2 separate regions of the Arachis hypogaea genome follow, and region 1 is linked to region 2. A link is a contact called in public Hi-C data. All regions are on one chromosome and are shown on one strand. Each heading gives the region's core, a stretch centred on a gene start, on an enhancer-like site or on the middle of the called end of the contact. The rest is flanking DNA. Distances are from core to core; before and after follow the strand shown. Region 1 holds the start of LOC112741786. Region 2 holds the start of LOC112742383.

Region 1 (6,678 bases), core at 4,173-6,672, 210 kb after region 2:
CTCTGCCTTTTGCCTATGCGCCTCTACATCTCGCCGTGTCTCCTTTCTTCGTTGTTACAAGTCTCACCGCATCACCGCTCCCTCACCGTTGTGGACTTGCCGTCAATGTGGATACTGCAAGTGCCCATTACTCTAACTGTTTCACATTTTACCTCGAGATATTTTTTTTTTTGGATAATAATATTTTGAACACGAATTGTTGTTTGGGTTTTGTTTGACTGTTATTTTTTTACACTAAATTTGCTGTAATTGGATTAGTGTTAATGTAAATATCTTTATTCTATCGTTGCTTCATTTCTATCTCCTTGTGCTTCTTTACTTATCTATTTTCATTTTAGAATATATATTATAAATCTTGTTTTGTTGTGAAATTTATTAGATGAATGTGCTGGTTTTACAATTAATTTTATTTTTATTTTTTAAAAAATGGGATTAGATCTGGAAGTTACTATGAGGAAGAAGATTGAAAGAGTTGAGAGTGATGAAGATGATAATGACCCTGTTTTATGCTATGGAGGATAAAATAGACCTTTTCAAAATATATATGTTTTGTCCATCATAACTACCAAACACAATAAATAACAAGCTATTATAAACACTATAGGGTCAATGAATACCATAAATGATATGAAGGTATTCATTAGTTAGAGTTAATTTTCAACTATCAACTTTGTACAAAAATAACTGTTATAAATCTTTTCCAAAATGTAAACCCCCTTCTAATTATAATTAATTCACTTTTAGGATAAATTCTAACGTAGTGAGAATCGCATCTAGAACAATAACTAAATTCTATTAGATAGCTTCTTCCTCATATCAAGTTTTATTACCTCACTGGTTTCTCTTTATCAATTAAATTAACCTTTGATACCAACCTGTTAAAATTTAGCCCCCTTTTTCTTTGGACGTGGAAATTTAGCCTCTCAAACGATGGCCACTAGTTTGGACTCAGCACCTAGGTTAGAGCCCGTATTTCTTGAGCCTTTTTTTTTACAAACACTTGTTTTATACATCGTAAATTCGTAATGGATAAATTAGTGGGCCCATTAGTTTTTTTTTTTTTTGTCATACTCACGTTAATGGGATGAACGTTAGAAATCAGTTTATTTTGGAGTTCGTTTTATTCTTTTTCTAACCCAAAAAAAAGAAAAAAAAAAGGAATGATTGTGACAGGAATTTAAATAGGTTATATTTGCAAAATTATTACTTACAGAGTATTACTCCTATGTAGCAACAACAAACAAATTTGAAGAAACTAATACCTTCAAGTCAGCATCAAATTAAATAGATTAAACGTGTTTTAATAACCTCAAGTGAAATCCCTACTTGCCTTATGGTTTTTTGGTTGCCTGCTTGGTATCCGGAGCTTCGTCCCCCGACTAATTCAGACAACCTGGGTCGCGCATTTGGCTGTGATGAGTAGGCTCCCAAAGGGAACAATTGCATACACTAGCCCTCCAAGGTAAATCCGAACCGCTTACCACTGGGACCAACCCCTTTTTGTTTTTTGGGGTCTGGAGAAGGTGGTCTTGTTTGAGATGGTCCGAATAAACTTTTGGACTCGTATGCCCCAATACCCAAGCTTACCAAGTTGTTCTATTCGGATACAATACATCACAAGCAATCACGGAGGCTAAGTAAACTGAACTTTGTTGCAGCCTGGACCCAAGCAAAGGGACTTGGACAAGAAACCTCTAAATTGAAATATTGCTCTGCAACTGCAACCCTTCACTATTATCCATCTTCAACTTGTTTATCACACACTTCTTACACTACTACCATAAGAAGGAAAAAGTCTTAACAAAAATAGCAGCAGCATTTCTCTAATAAGTTTGCTCAATATGGTATAATCAAACTCTCCCGACCAAATAAAAGAAAAGAAGAGAAAACACACACAGACACACACACAATGTCTCGTTTTACTTCCCTCTAATGGGAAGATTGAGGTAATCAACTAATCTTCATGCTCATTGAAGGAGGAAAAATTAGAGTAAAAAGAGCTAGAGTGTTGGCTTAACATAGTCATAGATCCAACAAGGACAACGAGATTTTCTGTTCCTTTCCAGCCATTGCCTGTGTACTCATATTCTAACTTTATTTTAACAAGTTAATTTACATACACCAACTTACGTAGGCCATAAAAAAATGAGTAAAACAATCCACTTTAATAGGGAAGACAAAACATTCTAACAAAAAGAAAAACTTGTAACAGATATGTGTGGAGTTAACCACAAACCTTCCACCATTCAAAGGGAAAAGAAGAGACTTCATCCCAAACAAACACCATGCATTAGAATCCAGTACGAATTGGGAATCACCAGAATACTGATAACCTAATACAGCTATATTTGAACATTAAGGTGATAATAAAAGGCTTATAACCATGATAAGGATATGGTAATGAAATCTAAGATAAGCAACTAACATACACCGTGGAGCAAATTTTCATGTCCAACACATCATCTTTGACTTATGGAGACCATCTAAGGAGTAAAAGCTTCAGATTCAAAGCGCCACACAAACTAGCACCAATTATAAATGACAAGATGAGATTAAGATAGAGATAAAGACAAACTCAACACATTGATAAACAATATCAAGCATATAGAAAATCTAGAAAATATCGACATACTTGGTGACAACAATAGCTAAAGAGACCTGAAAGATGCACCGTCCATTGCAGCCAAGGAGATACCAATGAGCAGTGTTATATGAAGATGTCGAGTTCTGGCAGACACTTTGATCAATTCTATTTTGCAATAGCTTTAATATGAGAAAATATATTAAATTAGAGGTACCAAAGACTTAAAATTTATGACTTCACATTTTCAGAAAGTACCATTTATCCTTGAATGAGATAGCACTAACAGAAACAATATATTTGTTGTCAACCAAAATCTTATTATCATATCTTCGCAAGTGACCTTAGTGTAATAAGTTGTGACCTAAAGACCATATTCAGCATAATTGAAGTGGTATGGTTACAAGAGAGGAAAAAAATAATTTTACATGTCTAGATTTTGCATGTGAGAGATAACTTTATAGAGTCTATACCTTTAAAACTTTCATAGAAGCAATTGAGATCAGAAGAAACAGGTTAACAATCAATCAAATGATAATTACAGCTAATGCTTCAGTTCAAGTTCATTAAGCCTAACAAATTACCTTGATGAAGCCTAGAGAACCAGGTCACTCTGCAAATGAGAAGTGATTTTAATCTCAGGAGAATCCAGAGAGGAAGATAAAAGGAATGTAGTCTTGAATCCTTAGACTAGACTTTATAGCATGTAAATTCACATTTCATACTATGAACATTCTACTCACTTCACATATTAGGTCATTTTGTTTTCTCAAATAAAGAAATGATATGGTGTATTGACAAATGTACCAGCTGTTGAACTCTCCACTTTCTCCATATCAAATGTCCCAACTTTATAAGGTTCCATAACCTGGCAAGTTTGTTTCTATCCCTTTCTCTATTCTCCGGCTTCAACCAATCATATTTAACAATTACTTCTTTATTTCATATATTCTCATAGATGTATCTATAACCATATCAAATTTACAATATTATCCTCTGTCAGCAACATCAATATCTTCATAAACTATACTGATATAAACAGATCACCAAAAAAATTGGGATCCCTGTAAAAAAAATGTTATTACTACACTAATGTCCTTCATCTAACCGTGGGAGTCATCTGGTTGCAATATTCCACGTATTTCCCGCATTAATAACTTCGAACTATTAGCAATCCGTATGCTTTCAGAAATGATATGACTGCATAACTCATGCCTCCGAGCTGGTCTAAATGATCTTAATTCAAAAAGAGGGTCTGTTATAACTTTCCTACTATACAACTCCCTTGCTGGATGGACATGTTTCCACCAGAAATCAGATAGTGCCATTTCCATCACATTCCAGTACTCAGCATCACGATGTAACCTGAACAAACTACTGCCATTAGGAGTCCATACATAAAAATCCATCCAATCCCTCCCTAGAATCTCCATTAATCCCTGAGCTTGAGGAATATAGCGAATTGGAATTCGAGACCAAGGGAAGGCTTTACTCATGTCTCCATTGAGATACGGACACTTTATCTCTAGAACCCCATGAGAAGACAACTCAAATAGCTTTCTGTCAAGTACACCATCTGGCGAAGCAGCTAGCCAGTCATTTTCAGTGTTAGCACCATACACCTGAAGTTCAGGAAACAATACAGTATTGCCACTTATCAGCTTGTATCTTTCAAGTGCTTCCTCCTCTTTGATATTGTTCCAACAGGTAGCGATGTTTCCTGAGAATGGTTCAATAGCACCTATCTTCTCTAGCCACAACTGGCACCTTTGCCTACGCCAAAATCCAATAGCAGCAGCAAAAGTGCTAGCTGTCAGTTTGTGTTTTCTAAGTGTTTGCCAGTTTTTAAACCGGTGTTGAAGACTCGGTGCTTGAAGGAAAGAATGAGTTTCGACAGATTCGTATTTTGACATGGCACCAACTATGCTCAAACTTCTAAAGTTGTTATTAGGAGCACGGCTATAGGAATTAGATCCTACAATAACCGATACTAAGGAATTGCTACTAATGTTTTTCTTATTACCCAGACATGCATCAAGAGAACCCATATAACATCGAATTTTGTGCATGCAATGCAGTCGAACAATGTGAGAGAATGATGAAGCAACTTCACAACTGTTAAACAAAGAGAAGTTGTCATTTGATGATTCGAACCATAGATATTAGCTCGACAACATCTGATACTTATCAAATACATAACTAACATTCAAAAGAATAATACGATGAACATATATGATTCCTATTCCTCATTAGTTTCATTATAGAACTAGTCCTGGGTGGTTCAATTATTATATACGAGGTGAAAATGGGTGATAACTTATTTAAACCAATAACTAACTAATATATGCATTGCATTACAAAAGCATGTCGTAATGGTGGAATGTTCCTTTTTTATAATCTTACTGCAGCATGTGCACAATATTTATGGCGGAAGCCACTTAGAAGCATGTAGAAATCATTCATAAACTCATAATCAAAAGAGAGAAAGGAAAAAAAGTATATATATGATTGGAGCATTTCATCGAACACAGTGAGGGGCGCATGAAACAGAGAGCAAAAAAGAGCAGAAGATAATCTTTACCAAAGCTGGGAGTGGATGCAGAGTCTTGAGTGGAAGTTTCTCTCAATAACAATCATGGTAGCCACGCGGCCATGGAAACCAAGATTCTGAAAACTGAGCGGTCATCGAACCATTCCGGATATCGGTTCAACAGTTCGGAGGTTCAACCAATCCAACGGCGGAGAAAGGGTTGTTGGTTGCTGTGGGTTAGGGTTGGGTTGTTGGATGCATTTCGGACCAAGCTTTGACTGTGCACCGTGAGAGTAAGCATAAGAGAAAAATACTAAATTAGGCTATAAAAACGTACATATAAAAATAATTAAAAATAATTAGATGTTAACTGTTAAGTCTGTTGTACAAATAAAAATAATTAATTTTTACACTTGTTATTTAAAAATAATATTTTTTCTCTCTATATATATAAAAATATAATTAGATATTAATATAAAAAAATTATATTGATAGTTATAAAATTAACTCAAAATTAATTTTTTTTAAAATAATTAAATCTTGATTCTAACTTTTAATTATAATATTAGTATTCTCTTCAAATTATATGTAATAAATATTTGAAAGAAGAGAAATAAAAATATAGATTAAAAAGATAAACGGTGAAAATTTAAAACTAAATAAAAAAAACTAAAAAACTATGTATATAATAACAATAATAATAATATTTTTTATTTAAATTATATTATTTTGTTAATTTTGTTTTCGGTAAAAAAGAAAGATAGAAAAAATAGAGAATGAGAGAAAAGAGAGAGAAAGATAAAGATGAAGAATGAAAGTGAGAGAGTTTGTTAATTTTGGAAGAATAAATTTTATTTTAATTGTAAAAAAATATCAAATGACATACTTTGATTTGTTAAATTACTAATATAAAATATAAATTATATATAGAGTAAAAATAGTAGAGAGAAATAGAAAAATGAAGAGAGATAGATGAGAGAATTTAGGAAGGGAGTTTAATAATTTTGAAAAAAAAATTTTCTCTTAATTTTAATAAGAGAGTGTCATGTGACACATTTGATTATTAAATTAGATAGTAATATATGATATATAATATAGGTATATTTCAATTTCAATTTTAGTTTTAATGCAATTAAAAAATGTCATGTTGCATATTTTAATTGTCAAATTAGTAATTAGTCATTGATATTGGTAATGATATATAAAATAGATAGAGTGGTTGAAGGAATGAGAGAAATAGAGAAAGGAAGAGGGATGAGGGGAGTACTCTTTAATTTTAGAGAGAAATATTTGATTTCAATTGCAATTAGAGAGTGACATGTGGCAATTTTAGTTATAAAATTAGTAAGGAGGAGGGAATAATTCTTTAGTTTTGGAGGAAAAGATTTAATTTCAATTACAATAAGAGAGTGACATGTGGTACATTTTGGTTGTAAAATTAGTAAGGAGGAGAGGTGGATTCCTTAATTTTGGAGGGAAAGATTTGATTCCAATTGCAATGAAAAAGTGACATGTGGCACATTTTGGTTGTAAAATTAGAGATATATAATAAATTTGGGGTGTAGTA
Region 2 (7,149 bases), core at 3,930-6,429:
CCTAACATCAAGATTTCTAATCACAGGATTCTTATCCATATTCATTATCCACTTATCTTCCAAGATTCTCACTCTCTCTCCATTCCCTATTAACCATCTTCCATTTCTCAAAAGAAAGTCCCTGCCATATACAATACTTTTCCACATCCATGAAGCCGCTCTTCCTACTGTAGCATCCTTAAAATCCTCATTAGGAAAGTAAATAGCTTTTAGTACCTGAACCCAAATTGCTTTAGGATTTTCCAAAATTCTCCACGCTTGTTTTGCCAAATGTGCTATATTCTGACTATATAAATCCTTAAACCCAATACCTCCATCCTTTTTACTGATACAGACCTTATCCCAACTCTTCCAATGGACACCTCTTTCCTTACCTGAAGGCGCCCACCAAAATTTGGCTATTCTCTTACTTAGGCAATCACAAAACCCTTTAGGAAAAAGAACCACATTCATAGTATAGGCAGGTATCGCTTATCGCTTGAACAATTGATTTGATGAGGACCTCCTTCCCAGCTTGATTAAGGAGTTTTTGTTTCCAACCTCCTAGCTTATCCACCACTCTGTCCTCAATCCATCTTAGAGCCTTATTCTTTGATCTTTTCCAGTGAGCCGGAAGCCCAAGATACTTACCCGGTTTATCCCAAGCTGACAAACCCAATATCTCTTCTATTTCAACTCTATTCCTAATGGAGATCAGGCTCCCAAACGTTTCCCGACTTGTCCAAATTGATTCTCTGTCCTGAGGCTTCAGTGTAAATGTTCAAAATATTAACAATCTGGTATATTTCCTCCTCACTATCTTTTGAGAAAATTATACAATCATCTGCAAAAAGGAGGTGTGAGATAGCTGGTGCAGTAGGGGCGATTTTAACTCCTGAAATTTTGCCTTCTTCTTTAGCCTTATCCATCAGGATGGTAAAAACCTCGGCCGCTAAGATAAATAAGTACGGCGATAAAGGATCTCCCTGCCGAAGTCCCCTCTGCGGCTCAATGGTCGTTGATAGAAGTCTATTTATCTTAATCTTATAACTAACTTGGCTCACACACTTCATCAACATCTTAATCCAATGCGGGTTAAACCCAAAAGCCCTTAGAGTAGCTTCTAAAAACGACCACTCCATCCTATCATAAGCTTTATTCATATCAATCTTAATAGCTAAATTCTTGGAAGCTTTTGCCCCTTTTCTATTCAAATCATGGAACATCTCCTGTACTATTACCAAGTTATCTTGAATTAGGCGGCCTCCCACAAAAGCACTCTGAATGGGTGAAATGATATTATCTATTATTCTCCTAAGTCTACCAACCAACACCCTAGAGATAACCTTATAAATAAAGTTACAGCAACTAATCGGCCTAAGTTGATTTAGAGTTTTCGGGTGGTTAGTCTTTGGGACTAAAACTATAAAAGTTTCCCCAAAGCAGCTCGGTATATCTCCGTCACGAAAGAAACACTTAACAACATCACAAACCTCTTTACCGACAACTGACCAGTATTTTTGAAAGAAGAGACCATTCAGACCGTCTGGTCCCGGCGCCTTAAGACTCCCCAAACTAAAAGTAGCCTCTTTAATCTCCTGATCAGTAACCTCCTCCATGAGCTCCCCATTCATATCCTCAGTCACACTGACAGGAACATGGCTTATGCAAGCAGTCATATCTAGATTCTCTGTAGCCGTAAAAAGATTCTGAAAGTGAGCTGCTACTAGCTTGAGAATCTCCCTTTCCCCACACACCCAATTTCCTGTAGGATCCTTTAATCTCTCTATCCTATTTCTATCTCTTCTTTGAATGGTAGAAGCATGGAAGAAGGAAGTATTCTTGTCTCCAAAATTCAGCCATTTCACCCTCGACCTCTGACCCCAATATTTCTCCTCTTGTCTCCATAATCTGGTGATCTCCAATTTAAGCCTGTAGATCTCCTGTTGCTGAGTCTCTGTAAAATCCTCTTCCTGCAGCTGTTTGAGGCGAAGCCTTAAACTTTCTATTTCTACATCAGCCCTCTTAAAGCTAGTTCTACTCCATTTGGTTAATTCCTTCTTGCAATTATGCATTCTTCGATTCAGATTTCCCTAGTGATCAGAACCAGTATAGCCAGAGCTGCTCCATCCTCTCCTTATAACAGCGTCACAGTCGGCATGGTCCACCCAAAAGGCCTCAAACTTAAAACTTTTAATCCTTCTACCTCTAGGTTTAACATCAAGAACTAGAGGAGCATGATCCGAGCTAATAGGCGGTAAGGCTGAGAGCGTGGCATGTTGGAAAGCTCTTCTCCATTCCCAATTGACGAGAACCCTATCAAGCCTTTCCTTGGTAACACAACCATTACTTGGATTACTAAACCAGGTGTATTTCATTCCTTGAAGTTCCATATCCAAGAGAGCATTCTTATGTACAAAATTTCTGAAAGATTGTATCTGAAAACTTGGCTTAGGATGCAAACCCACCTTCTCATCTTGAGAAATAACATCGTTAAAGTCTCCGATCAACACTGTTGGCTGTGCTAGAATATCATTTACAAAAGTTAAATCCTTCCATAACTCCTTCCTTTTCTTGTAGTCTGGATGACCATAAACAAAAATAGCCTCCCAATCCTTGTCATTACCACTGCTAACTTTAGTTTTAATAAAATTATCACACCAAGCATAAACATGAATATTTACATTACTCTTCCAAAAAATACAAAGTCCCTCGGGATTCTACACAAAACATGTTATCAAACTCTAACTTTCTCCTAATTCTATCACAACTTAGTTTAGTAGCTTTGGTTTCCATAAGGAACAAAAGGGACGGCCTGCGAGATTTACAAATACTTTTTAATTCATGCACTATCGAAGGGGCCGCCATTCCTCGACAGTTCCAGCTGACGACAATCATGGCTGGTTGTGGGGCATGTTAAGGCCCGCCTCCTCAGCCATGTCTGTCCCAGCAACATACTTGTACTTCTTACCTGGTTGTTGCATACAAATTTTCATAGTTTCCTTCATTTCCTCTTCATTGTTCACAATGATGCGTACATCCCTTTTCCTTTTGAGGTTTAAATGCATTCCTAAGTTATAAGCCAGCTCCAAAGCCCACTTGTAATCATTCCTCTGGTAAGGCTTTGCCATCCCATCGTGATCCACAACTGGATGATCCCCTGCTAGTTCAATAAAATACTTCTCATCATTCTCCATCCTTTGAATCATGGTCCTGGTAGCTACAGTACCAATTCCTTTCATTTTTGGTTTTTCCCGATAACTCCACAGCTGATTTGCATTAAGACTTTTTGAATCTGTCCCCCTCACTGTTTGCTCCAGCATTTCTTTATTGAGTTGTTGGTTTTGCTGAGACTCCTTCCAGCCAAAAAGCTTTTTCAGCTCTTGCCTGATTGTTAAACATTTGTTAATGTCCCTCCCCGCTTCATTTACCTGCAATTTTCCTGTTCTGATCTCAGTTACCATCAGCCCAGCTGGCTCGAGCTCATTGTATATTTTTCCCATACCAAAAGGTTCTGGCTCCTTTTTTTCCTTGGCTTGTACGTGGTCCTGATCCCCATCATCATATTGCCTTGCATCCCAACTATCCTCTTCTGCCACATGAACCTTTTCCTTCCCTTTCACCATCCTGTTGATAAAGACAGCTGGCCTCTCACCAAATCTTGATTGTTTGTCTTCAGAAATAACACGCCTGGATGAAAGATTTTGTGAGTCTTCGTCGATCTGCTCCCTTGATTCCTGACTCTCCTTATCATGGCTTCTTTGCTGCTCCAGGTAAGGCTTAAGGGTTCTTTGAGAGCCCCTGCCTGGTCTGTTCCCCGAAAAGCTATCATCTGCCCATGTCTTCTTCATAGTCTCAATTCTCACACGCTCCCTCTCACACGCTAGCTTTTCATCCATCAATTCCCTGATTCCATCTTCTCGCTGCTCTATATCTCTGGCTGATATGGCCTTGGCTCTGTTGACCCCCAGTCCCGGAGCATACCTTGGCTTCGTAGAATCCCAACATGCCATTGCCATTGGACTTGTACATTCCCTCTTATTATGACCAAGGACTCCACAATTTAGGCAATAGCTGTCCTGAATCCTTTCATACTTGAGATCAACCCATATATCATGAAAATTATCTCTTGCTAGCCAAAAACCAGTAGGTAAAGGTTTAGTGACATTTAAAGTTACCTTCACCCTCAAAAAGGTTCTTTGAAGGATGTTATTCCATCTTGGGTTTTTCGTTTCCATCACGACACCCAGTCTCTTACCAATAGTCTCAGCTGTTTTCACCGTTAAGAAATGGAGTGGAAGCCCATGAATTTGAACCCATAGCTCCATGTAATTGTGATCAACATCATATACTGACTGTCTGCCATTCCATATCTGCAAGTTGAGAAGATTTCCTCTGATGCTCCATGGTCCTCCTTAACGAATCTGGATACCCTTATTTTTATCCCTAAAGCTGATTAGAACTTTATTTTTGCCGACATCAGAGATGACTACACCATCAGGATTCCCCCAGATTCCCAGCAATGCTGCTTTACAAGTCTTAAAACTAACTTCTTTGTCAGAGATAATTTTACCCACCATATTCAGATTATCTTCAATAAAACTATGATCGTATTCTGGGTTGAGACGAATTACTGCACCCTCAATACACTGATCATCCTCGTGAGCCATAGGTAGACAATGGAGTAAGTAAAACGAAAAAAGGCGTAGAAAATGATAGAGGTACTAGAAGCCACTCCTTAGGAGAGGAAAGTCTCTCTGAAAGAGATAAGGCGGTCGTCACCGCTTGTTAATGTAACATGATAACACAGATTTGGAAATTAAGAGTTCCTCAAAAAATCAGAACCTTTCTATGGCGAGCTTCGCATAACATTTTACCTGTTTTTGGAAATCTTTTTAATAAAAGAATAACTAACACTCCTATATGTACTATTTGTTTGCAGGAATCAGAGACCACTGAGCATGCTCTGCTGCTATGCCCTTGGACTAGGGCAGCTTGGTTTGGAGCCCAAATTCAATGCTGCCCTACGGCCCTAACAGTTTTTTCTTTTGGGAAGTGGTTGTTGGATATTCTAGAAAAAATGAAATTGAACACAGGGAATGATTATGATCATTGCAGCAGTATGGTTGGTTTTCTAGTGTGGGAAGTGTGAAAAGCAAGAAACCAAGCGATATATCAGAAGTCTACTCCTAATCCTATCATGGTGATTCGTAAAGCTAAATTAATGGAGTTAGAATTTGCAGAAATGGCAGAGGAACCAGTAAAGAGTTCAACTAATACTACAAGAACAGGCGGCAGAGTTACCTGGAGACCGCCACTGGTGGGTTGGATCAAATGCAATGTGGATGCAGCTTTTGATAAAGCTCGTTCTACGGGAGCAACTGCAGCAATATTTAGAGACCATAATGGTACCCTTCTCTCAGGAATTAACTCCTCAATAGTTGCCACTTCGCCATTAGCTGCGGAGGCATTAGCGGTTAGAGCAGCCTTAATTTTGTCACGTAATTTTCAAATGCAAAAAGTTATCATAGAATCAGACAATCAGATGCTTATTCAGGCACTAAAATCACATACAACAATTGCAGAAATTCAAGTTATTCTACAGGACATATTACATTTAGTAGGAGGCATTCCAAACTGTGGCTTTACCTGGGTGCCTAGAGAAGCGAACTCATTAGCGCATGAAGTGGCGAAGCTAACAGGTCACGGCACCCTCCGCCAGAATTGGATCATGCATAGGCCACTGTCCATCAGGAACATTCTCCGAGGGGATCAGCTTGCTATCTCCAGATTGCTAATTAGTTCAGGAGCGAATTGAGAGGTGAGGAGCACTAATTAGGTTGCTGTGGAGGACAACTCGTTCCACGATACTGTATGAATACCAGAGGCAGAGCTTCTAATTGAGGCAGAGGGGGTCAGGTGGGTTGCTGTATTGATGCACTAGTCTGCATAGGTGGCCATTGACTTTGATCTAGGGTTTTCAGACTATGAAATTGGTAGATCGGGGAGGTTGTCTCTGTTACATGCGCGGTTAGCCTCTTTGTTTGAAATCTGCGGTTATAATTTTTCTCCCTCTTCTCCTCCAGTTTTGAAGCTCTGTGAACAGGGCGGCCTCACATTGTCCTTTTGTTCTTCTTGCATTTCAGCACAGCAATTTTCTATCTCGGTTCTTTTACTAGAGCAGCATCATGTATATAATTTTCTTTTGTATATTTTGTTGATATACCCTTACATTTTGGTATTAGGTAATGATACTTTCAGTTGCGGGTTGGAAAATGGGAAATCTATTGTAATAGCGGAAGGTCTTGAGAAATCATAAGGAATAGGACCGGGTTGGGATGTGGGTTTGTTGTTTGGGTTTGATTCTAGTTTGGGTTGTCCTGTTTTGGATCTGGGTTGGTTGTTGGCCTGGATCCCAGTCCAAAAAAAAATTAATTTTTTATATTTCTAGTTTTAAAATTTAAAAAATTAAAATAGTGAGGAGTTATTTTTTTTTTTTTATAACCGTCCTCCTATTTTTCAACTAATTGGCTCAGTTGACTACCTCTTAGTTAGTTCCTAACAAAACCGAAAATATAATTGTTAGAAAAAAATTATGGTTTAATCGTAGTGGGTTTTAGGAACAAATATTATGGGACATAGTTATAGGTAGTTGTAGGCCCAGGCCTTAAACCATGGGTTGTAATAAATAGTCATGGTTTCATGACCAAAAAAAAAAAAAAGAAAAAGATAGCCATTGTAGTATGTAGCAACAACCAGCAATTCACACATTTCTTAATTATTTTTCACTGTTATATAAACTGTTTTTATGAATTACTAGTACTATTTCAATTTTGACTTAAAATTGGCAAGTATGTCTCAACTTTAATTTCTCTGAGATTAAAGTATATCTAGGCTATGATTTTTCAATAATCTAATTTTAGGTCTCGTGATAAGTATACTTTAAATACATTTATTCTCAAGCCATAAGGTAATAATAATAATAATAATAATAAATTTTTACCTAAGAATAACTGTATTAATTAAACATTACTCCATCAAATAGAAACAGCAAAGCATGAAAAATTATGCAATTTTCTTTTTAATTCCAGAAGTAGCCTACCTATTATGACTGATGAGTATAGTGCTCATCAACTTAATTAGAAATTTTAGATCCTTGTCTCATTGTAA

The links. A called contact is a pair of places that touch in the nucleus more often than the background predicts.
Region 1: a Hi-C map of leaf shows a contact between it and region 2, with 2.9 times the contacts expected there. The contact joins the promoter of LOC112741786 here to the promoter of LOC112742383 in region 2. A contact is called at or near these places in 2 of 8 Hi-C or Micro-C datasets (both in leaf).

The regions. Positions count from the first base shown.
Region 1 is chr14:20,890,624-20,897,301 of arahy.Tifrunner.gnm2.J5K5, forward strand. It overlaps LOC112741786, which reads right to left and starts at 5,423. Exons shown (of 4, transcript XR_011870815.1): 1 at 5,163-5,423; 2 at 3,166-4,696; 3 at 2,659-2,763; 4 at 1,165-1,772.
Region 2 is chr14:20,679,212-20,686,360 of arahy.Tifrunner.gnm2.J5K5, forward strand. It overlaps LOC112742383, which reads left to right and starts at 5,180. Exons shown (of 1, transcript XM_025791619.1): 1 at 5,180-5,797. The coding sequence starts at 5,180. The coding sequence ends at 5,797. LOC140178526 reads right to left here and starts at 453. Exons shown (of 1, transcript XM_072215700.1): 1 at 1-453. The coding sequence starts at 453.